Regions from separate parts of the Mus musculus genome. Here region 1 is linked to region 2. A link is a contact called in public promoter capture Hi-C data. All regions are on one chromosome and are shown on one strand. The core of a region is the stretch at or near the end of the contact, and the rest is flanking DNA. Distances in the headings are between cores, read along the strand shown. Region 1 overlaps Ywhab (tyrosine 3-monooxygenase/tryptophan 5-monooxygenase activation protein, beta polypeptide). Region 2 holds the start of Rims4 (regulating synaptic membrane exocytosis 4).

What was found. Promoter capture Hi-C pulls out the DNA fragments that hold promoters and counts their contacts.
Region 1: a promoter capture Hi-C map of 3T3-L1-derived adipocytes shows a contact between it and region 2, with 3 times the contacts expected there. The contact joins the enhancer-like site here to the promoter of Rims4 in region 2. A contact is called at or near these places in 20 of 39 promoter capture datasets (the 3T3-L1 cell line, 3T3-L1-derived adipocytes, the HPC-7 cell line and 13 more), 1 of 484 Hi-C or Micro-C datasets (forebrain) and 1 of 9 other capture datasets (adipose tissue).

Annotation. Positions count from the first base shown.
Region 1 is chr2:164,008,115-164,011,790 of GRCm38.p6, reverse strand. It overlaps Ywhab (tyrosine 3-monooxygenase/tryptophan 5-monooxygenase activation protein, beta polypeptide), which reads right to left. Exons shown (of 6, transcript NM_018753.6): 2 at 1-189. The coding sequence starts at 186. Among named protein-coding and RNA genes, the nearest start is that of Ywhab, 15 kb to the right of the region's middle. Within about 2 kb of position 2,335, at least 68 of the 459 cell types and tissues checked have an H3K27ac peak or open chromatin away from gene starts, as enhancers often do. A contact at or near this core is called in 3T3-L1-derived adipocytes, adipose tissue, forebrain and 2 more, where this site is marked.
Region 2 is chr2:163,916,816-163,920,811 of GRCm38.p6, reverse strand. Rims4 (regulating synaptic membrane exocytosis 4) reads left to right here and starts at 1,839. Exons shown (of 6, transcript NM_183023.2): 1 at 1,839-2,225. The coding sequence starts at 2,129. Gm35886 (a long non-coding RNA gene) reads right to left here and starts at 1,745. Exons shown (of 3, transcript XR_375201.3): 1 at 618-1,745.

The DNA of each region.
Region 1 (3,676 bases), core at 1,086-3,585, 90 kb before region 2:
ACGCCAGGAAGAGCGGCGGGCACCTACCACGTTCTTGTAGGCAACAGAGAGTAGATTCCTCTCTTCATTGGAGAGTTCGTGTCCCTGCTCTGTTACGGCCTTCATAGCTGCAGCCATGTCATCATAGCGCTCAGCCTGCTCAGCCAGTTTGGCTTTCTGTACCAGCTCACTCTTATCCATGGTCATTTTCTACAACAGCAAGAGCACAGAGAACGCAAATGTCAGGTTTCCAACACTCTTACAATGCAATCAAGAATGTGAATCATATACTGAATGTCTACAGAGCCAAGACTGGGCCAAGGCTTTAAAACTCATTTTGGTCAGCTGTTATCAACCATCCTACATGGTAGGCATATCCCAAAAACCCTTCTACCTTCTTAGAAAACATGAAGATTAAAAGAAAGAAAACAATGAACCCAGAAGAGCCCAGCATGTAGAACACAGTGGAAGTCAAGACTGTTGGAGTGACCTTTTCCATATTGTATTAAGGTATGTATTTTAAATTGTTAATTCTGGTGATGGCAGAATTTTGGTATTGTCATTGCTACAGCTCATCACCAGCTTCCTATTTGTAACAACCCTCAATGGCTTAGGCAACCAAAGAGGCGATCTGGAGTTGTCTCACCACTGGGGCAGGAAGTACAAGGGTGGACCTTCTGGGCAGAGAGAGTGCCGCAGGGGAGACAGGCTGAAGGAGCTGAAGGCAGCAGGGAAAGGACACTGACAGAGCAGAGCAGAGCAGAGCAGAGAGGTAAACCGCTAGTCACCTGGCTGGGGCAGGCTGGAAGTCAGGCTAAGTTAGATGGGCTGCTGGAGACTGCCTCAGCAAAAGGCCTACAGCTTTAAACGTTATATAGAAGTTTTCACGCTTTATTATTTAATACAAGGCCTTTAAACTTGCCTGCTTCTTCTAGAGCTTCTTTGTTCCACTATCCTATCCCCCTCCCCAATACACAGAAAGTGCTTTTAAAACACTTTCTGTGTATTTTAAACATTCATTTGTGTGTACACGCCCATGGGAGAGTGCATGCATGGACACGTGTGGGGAAAGGAGGATAACTGTGGGAGCTGGCTCTCTCCCTGCACCACGTGGGTTCCAGGGATTGAACTTGGGTCATCAAGTTTGGCTCCAATCTCCTTTTCTTGCTAAGCCATGTTGACAGCCACCTAATAACTTTTTTTGAAGTTTATGCTGCCCGCTAATCCAAAGGACCTGCATTTAATTCCAAAAACCTACAGGGCAGTTCATAGCGCTGGTTCCAGGGGGTCTGACCACTTTCACCCCACTTCTGGCTGCAGAGTGTATGTGGTACACAGATAAATGTGTGGACATATAATACAGTACACATAACAATACATACATGATGCTTTTTCTTTTTTAAAGTAACCTTAGCTCTACACCCTGCCAATACAGAAGACCCTTCTCACTGTCTACTTCACAGCATCCCACAGCAGCTAAGAGTCAAACAGCAAGCATTCTGGCTAGAAGAAATGTCAGCAGAAATGACAGTTCTCCCAGGCAAAAACCAGTGAAAACCCTAGGCCTTTCTCTTAGAGCTGTCACCTACAAGTCCATGCATTCTTATGCGCAGCCCACCAATGGTGACTTTCTACAGAACAAGTTCCTGAGGGACTATGCCACACTAGACATGCAGCATCAAAGAGAAGTGCCAGGGGCTGGAGAGTTGACTCAGCAGGGAAGAGCTGCTCTTTCAAGAGGACTTGGGTTCAAATCCCTTCATGCTTGTAGCAGCTTACAACCACCCAGAATTCTAGCTTCAATGATGCAATGCCCTCTTTTGGCTTCTGTGAGCAACAAGCATACACGTTCGCGCGTACACACACGTACACACACACTCACTCACACGCATGCATACACATAATCATACACATGCATGCATACATACACACACACACACACACACACACACACACCCCTATATACATAAAAAGAAATAAATCCATCCCAGCACTTGGGAGGCAGAGGCAGGTGGATCTCTGTGAGTTCCAAGGCCAGCCTGGTCTAGAGTAAGCTCCAGGTCAGCCAGAGCTACACAGAGAAACCCTGTCTCAAAAAAATCAAAATAAATAAACAAATCCAAAATAACTATTTTAAGATTCTTTGACACTGTCAGAGTTCTTGAAGATTAAAAACCATCATGTTACTGCAGACATAAATGTATGTCTTTAAAAAGAAAACGGGTATTTTCTAAAACTTTCAATTGTGCGCAGACACACACACACACACACACACACACACACACACACACACAAGAAAACACTAACTAAAGGCCCTGATGCTTACTTACATAACTCAAGACTTACATAGCATGGATTTGGAGCAGCCGGGCCAATTTCAACAGGAAATGGGTTACACAACATCTACTAGTTTGGAGGAAGGCACAGACAAGGAAAAATGAAACAGTCCCTCTTTCTTCGCCTACCTAACACCCAACCTGCACTTCAGGTCACCATCTTGAGCTACCTCACGTCTCAACTATCAAAACCATCCTCTGATTGTTTCCATGGCGTCTTCCTAGATCATGAGAACAGCAACAAACACCAAACCCTCTCACACGTGCTGCTGTAAAAATGGCTGTCTGCATACAAATCCACTTTCTGTCTTGACTCACTCACTAGGCAATAGCTCTTCCTCACATGATCCCTACACCACAGCCACCAGCTACATGTGGCTATTCACTAGAAAATGTGACTAGTGCCACCTTTTGAAACCACAATATTTCGGATATTTAAAACTGTTCATTTAGCTTGCCTTTGGTTGTGGTATCTTTCTTTTTCTTCTTCTTCTTCTTTTTCTCTATACAGGGTTCTCTGTATAGCCACGGCTGTCCTGGAACTCAGTCTGTAATCCAGGCTGGCTTCGAACTCAGAGCCTCATGTATATTACACTCTAGCATTGTGTAACAGCCCTGGACTTTGTTTTGTTCTGTTTCTAAGGTTATAATGAATCAACCAAATTTTGTATTCTATTTCCAGTCTCTCCCAGTCTCCTGCACATTGCCTGGTATGCACAAAGAGCTCCTAAATGAGATGGTAAAACAGATCCGGGCCCTACCCTCCAAACTTGGCAGTATTTTCTCCTTCCTCAAGAATCCTAAGCTCCTACTCCTCAGACCCCACAGACTCCCGTACCCCACAGACTCACTGCCACGTTAGCCATACCCAATAACCTCAAGGGTCCCCTTGGACTAGCGTATCACTTAAGAAACCCTACTGGGTTGCTTTCAAAGTCCTTCAGCCTGTGAGGTTCTTAGGTACACATTCCCACATGCCCTGTTCATACCTCACTCAAACATGCAGGTCTCTTCATCTACAATATTCTCCTGGATATTTCACTTCATGCCTATGTAAACTGTATCCACCTGCCTAGAGCTATCTGCAATCCAGGACTCTGAATCCACACAAACCTGCACCCTAAGTCTAGGGCTTCTTTACGCTGGTCTATGGTAGTGGAGAAAGCTCTACCACTTAGTTTCCCACACATTACTCTCAAAGGAAGGATTCAGACATAATGCCACAAACTGCTCAAATATGCATCTGTTAAGTTTCTGAACAGGCACGACTGGGAGAACAAAGAACACAGAAAGGCAACAGCACCATGTGTCAAAGCACAATCTGCCACCACACAGAAAAGATCCCATTAAACTAAAGATTT
Region 2 (3,996 bases), core at 590-3,089:
TCTACGAGCAGAACATTCTCATACTTCTATTGCTCTCAAGGTCAGAGTTGGCTTCCTGGAAAGGGGAAGAGGCTCGAGTAGCACCCCCTTTGTGTCAGGTACTCAGCGAGGGGACAGAATTGGTCCAAGGACCTAGTCTACCCTTACATAATTCCCTTTGACTGTGTGGAACTAGGGAAAGACATCACCGCCGTGATCAAGTTACAAGACGACATAAAGGATAAAGGAGGGGGTACCCTTTGGGGGACAACCCAGCAGGGAGTTAGAGAGAGGGGAGGATGAGAAAGGCCTGTCAGTCCTGTGGTAGCGTTGAAGATGGAGAGCCCATGTGTACGGGCCCAGGACCATTTGCAGATGTTGAGATGCCAGCACACACGGACTTCAGTCCTACATTTGCAAGGAACTGAATCTTGCTGGCACCTGAATCATCATGGAATCCGACTCTTCTCCAAAGCCGGCAGTGACAAGCCACCCCTCGCTAATACTTTGTAACATTCTAAGCAGAGAACCCAGCTCAGCTGCACAGACTTACAATCTAGACAGATTGCACACTAATAAAGGTCTGTTGCTTTTAAGCCTCTTGGTTGGCTATGAATGAACAGAAAATAAATACTCACAACCATCCAAAACAGAGGGTTCCTGCTGTCATCGCTCCGATGAAGAAGTAGGTTAGTGAGATGGAGGGGCTCCCTCTAGGTCCCTCGGAAAGGAGGGACTGAGCAGTCCTTTCCTGAGGCCATTTCAGAGGGCTGCTTCACGGGAGGGGGAGAGCAATTAGAAAGGATTGCTGCTTCTGCTGGTAGAGTGGACCTCTGGTCATTCAGGTTTGGAGGGCAGAGGAGGTTTGCAATTGAGTGTATCTCTTTATACCCAGGCTCTGATAATCTGTCCCTATGGGTGTGAATCGGGGGACCATGGGCATCAGGATGTGTCTGAGAGTGTGTGCCAGTGTAAGCCTGCAGCAATGTCTCAGGATCTTGAGTCTGAGGGTGTCTGTGCACCAGAATGAATCCATCCCTGTGAGTGACTCAGTCTGTACGGCTGTGTCTATAGGTATGAGTGTTCTGAGGGTGACTGTCCCAGTTTTGGGGACAGATCACTACAGGAGGAGGGGTGCTAATGTTCCCTCTCTGTGAGAGACTCCCAGGATATGTCTGCAAGCAAGTGTGGGTGCACGAAAAGGTGTGTGTCTGTCCAAACTTCTGTGGGGTTTGTGGGGTCTGAGGGTCTCCAATATGTGGGAGGACATGTCCTGCCCGCCTGTTGCTCCCTGTGACTCTGCAGGTCTCTGTGTACCCTCTGAAGTTGCCAGTGGGTATATCTGCTCCTATGTCAGAAAGAGTCACTGTGTGTCTATAGAGTGTCTGTCTGTTCAGGTATCCGTGAAGGTGTTTGTCCAGGTGTCCCTCTGTCCCCGAGTGTGAGGGAGTCCGAGATCTCTCTTGCCGAGCGAATACATCCTTGTGGGTGCTTGTGGGTGAATGCAGGTTTCTTGGATTTCTTGGACTGTGTCCCTCTGGGAGCCTCAGGGTATCTGGGTGAGGCCTGCATGAATCGGGGTTACTGGACACCTGCCTCTGGAGTGAGTCTGAGGACTCACAGTCACGGGTCAGAGCGGGCACCGGAGGTTCAGCCGCAGCAGCCGGGCGCAGACAGCCTTGCGGCGGGCTCGTGCACCTGCCCGGTTGGCAGCGGCGGCAGCGGTGGCGGCGCAGCCCGCACCCTCGCGGCTCCCAAGCCCCGCCCGCGGCGCCCCCTCCCCCGGGCCTCGGCGATTGGCTGCGGAGCTCGGCTGCGGCCCGCCCCGCGCGGCAAGCAGGCTGGGGACGCCGCGGGCCAGAGCGCGCTGCGCCGCCGCCGCCACCACCACCACCACCGCCACCACCGCCGCCACCGCCACTGCCTCCGCCACCGCCGCCGCCACCGCCGCGAGCACCTCGCGTCTCGGGCTCCACGCGCCGCCAGTGTCCGGCCCTCTGCGCCCGGCCACCAGCCCCGCCGCCTGCCCGCGGAGCCCCGGGCCGCCGCCACCACGCCGCGCGCCGTACTCCGCGTCAAGAATGGGGCGGCCAAGCTGCCCAAGCCGCCCGCCGCCGCCGCGGCCGAGGCTCCTGGCGCGGGCGCGGGCATGGAGCGCTCGCAGAGCCGCCTCAGCCTGTCCGCCTCCTTCGAGGCGCTCGCCATCTACTTCCCGTGCATGAACTCCTTCGATGATGAGGACGCAGGTGAGCGCGCTGCGGTCCACCCACCCCGGGGGGTTGTCTCCCGGTCCAGAAGCCAGGGACCCTCGGGGACCCGGAGCGCCCGAGAGAGGCGGCCACTGTCTCCGCTGCACTCTCGGTCCCACTCGGATAGATACCCAGGGGCCCCTCCCACTCCCTCAAGACCCCAGGAGTCTAGGAGGAGCTCTGGTCCTGTCCCCCCTCCTGCGCCCCAGGGACCCCTTGAGCATCTGCACTCGTCCTTCTTGCGCAAGTGGGCCCTTGGGTCGCCTGGACCCAAGTCTCCCTATTTATATGCACCTGCAGGATTCCCCCGCGACCCCCTCCCTGACTTGTTTCTCAACAGGATTTGCCACTACCCAAGTCTGGTATATGCCCCCTAGTCAGATTTCGGGTTTTAGGCCGCTTCACCCCTGGTCTTCCGACGTACCCCTGGTCGTTGGAAGCGGCGCATAGACCTGACCTCTCCGAGGTCTTTGTCTTAGCTGCATCCAGAGGCTCCCTGCCCAAGACCCCCTTGTTCAAAGGCCAAAGCCTTGAGTGTCCCGATTTGTTTCTCCATTCCCTTCCCCCACAGGCTGGGGCTCCAGACTCTTGTCAGATTCTGGGGAGCCGCACATAACTGGTCCGGGGTCTGCTGGTCTTTCCTCCCCAAGGAGGTGCAAGGCAGTGTAAGTGCTAACTACAGCAGTGCTACCCTTCAGTGTGTGCCCCTGACTTCAGGTGTTCTTGTCCCTGGAGTGGCCTTTCTGGGTGGGCTGAACCCAGCTGTGGACCTGCAACTCGAACCTGCTTCTAGGCCTGGACACACACACACACACACACACACACACACCACAAAAAAACTGGTAGCCACAGTCCAGGGGTAGAGAGGAAACCAGCTCGTGGATACTGGGACCAGGCAGAGGGTACAGAGAGCAGTGAGTTTGGTTTGGGGTAAAGAAGAAAATCCAACAACAGGTGGGGGTACCTAGAAGGTTTGGGTGAGAGTTCCCCCAAAGAGTGCCAAGATTGGGAGTTAGAGTCCGATTCCAGTCTTTATTCCCTCCGAATAAGCTGTGACCTTGGGCAAATCATGCCAACCTGAGCCTCAGTTTCTTCATCAGGAAGTGCAGATAACACTGCCTCTGATGCTGTGTGGTGGGAGGGTGGAATGAAATGGTTTTTGAACTGATAATTTGGGAATATTTGAAGTCAATGAAGAAGTGGCGGGCGGGAAAGAGGAGTGTGTGTGTGTGTGTGTGTGTGTGTGTGTGTGTTGTGTGTGTGTAGGAACAAGTGGGTTCAATACTGATTAAAATACAGATTAACTCTTAAGAGGAAAAAAAATCATGTATGCACTACCCCAAAATGTTACAGTTTAGGGAATTCAAGAGTTCAGGTTTCTACTCCCTGCCTGCTGGCATTTTCTGTCTTGGTTCTGTTATGGGATGGAGTGGTGGGTGATGGGCTGTCACTTACAGGAAGACAGATAGGAAGAAGAAAGTCCCCCAGAGCCAGGCGGTGAGGGAATGGTAACAGTCAGGGCCAGCACCTGACGGAATTTTTCTCCTGACCTGGAGGTAGGAGTTGGGAGTTAAGATGGTTGTTACCCATGCAGCCTATGGTTTCACCATCTCACAGACCAAATACCTGAGGCTCGGGAGCTCAGCTTCCCAGTCATAGAGCTGAGGAGTTATCCATATTCTAAGCAAGACCAGGTGAGGTGGAATCGGGGCGGGGTCCCTGATGCAGTGGCCTCTACTGCAGCCAACTCAGAGAGAGGAGATCAGGC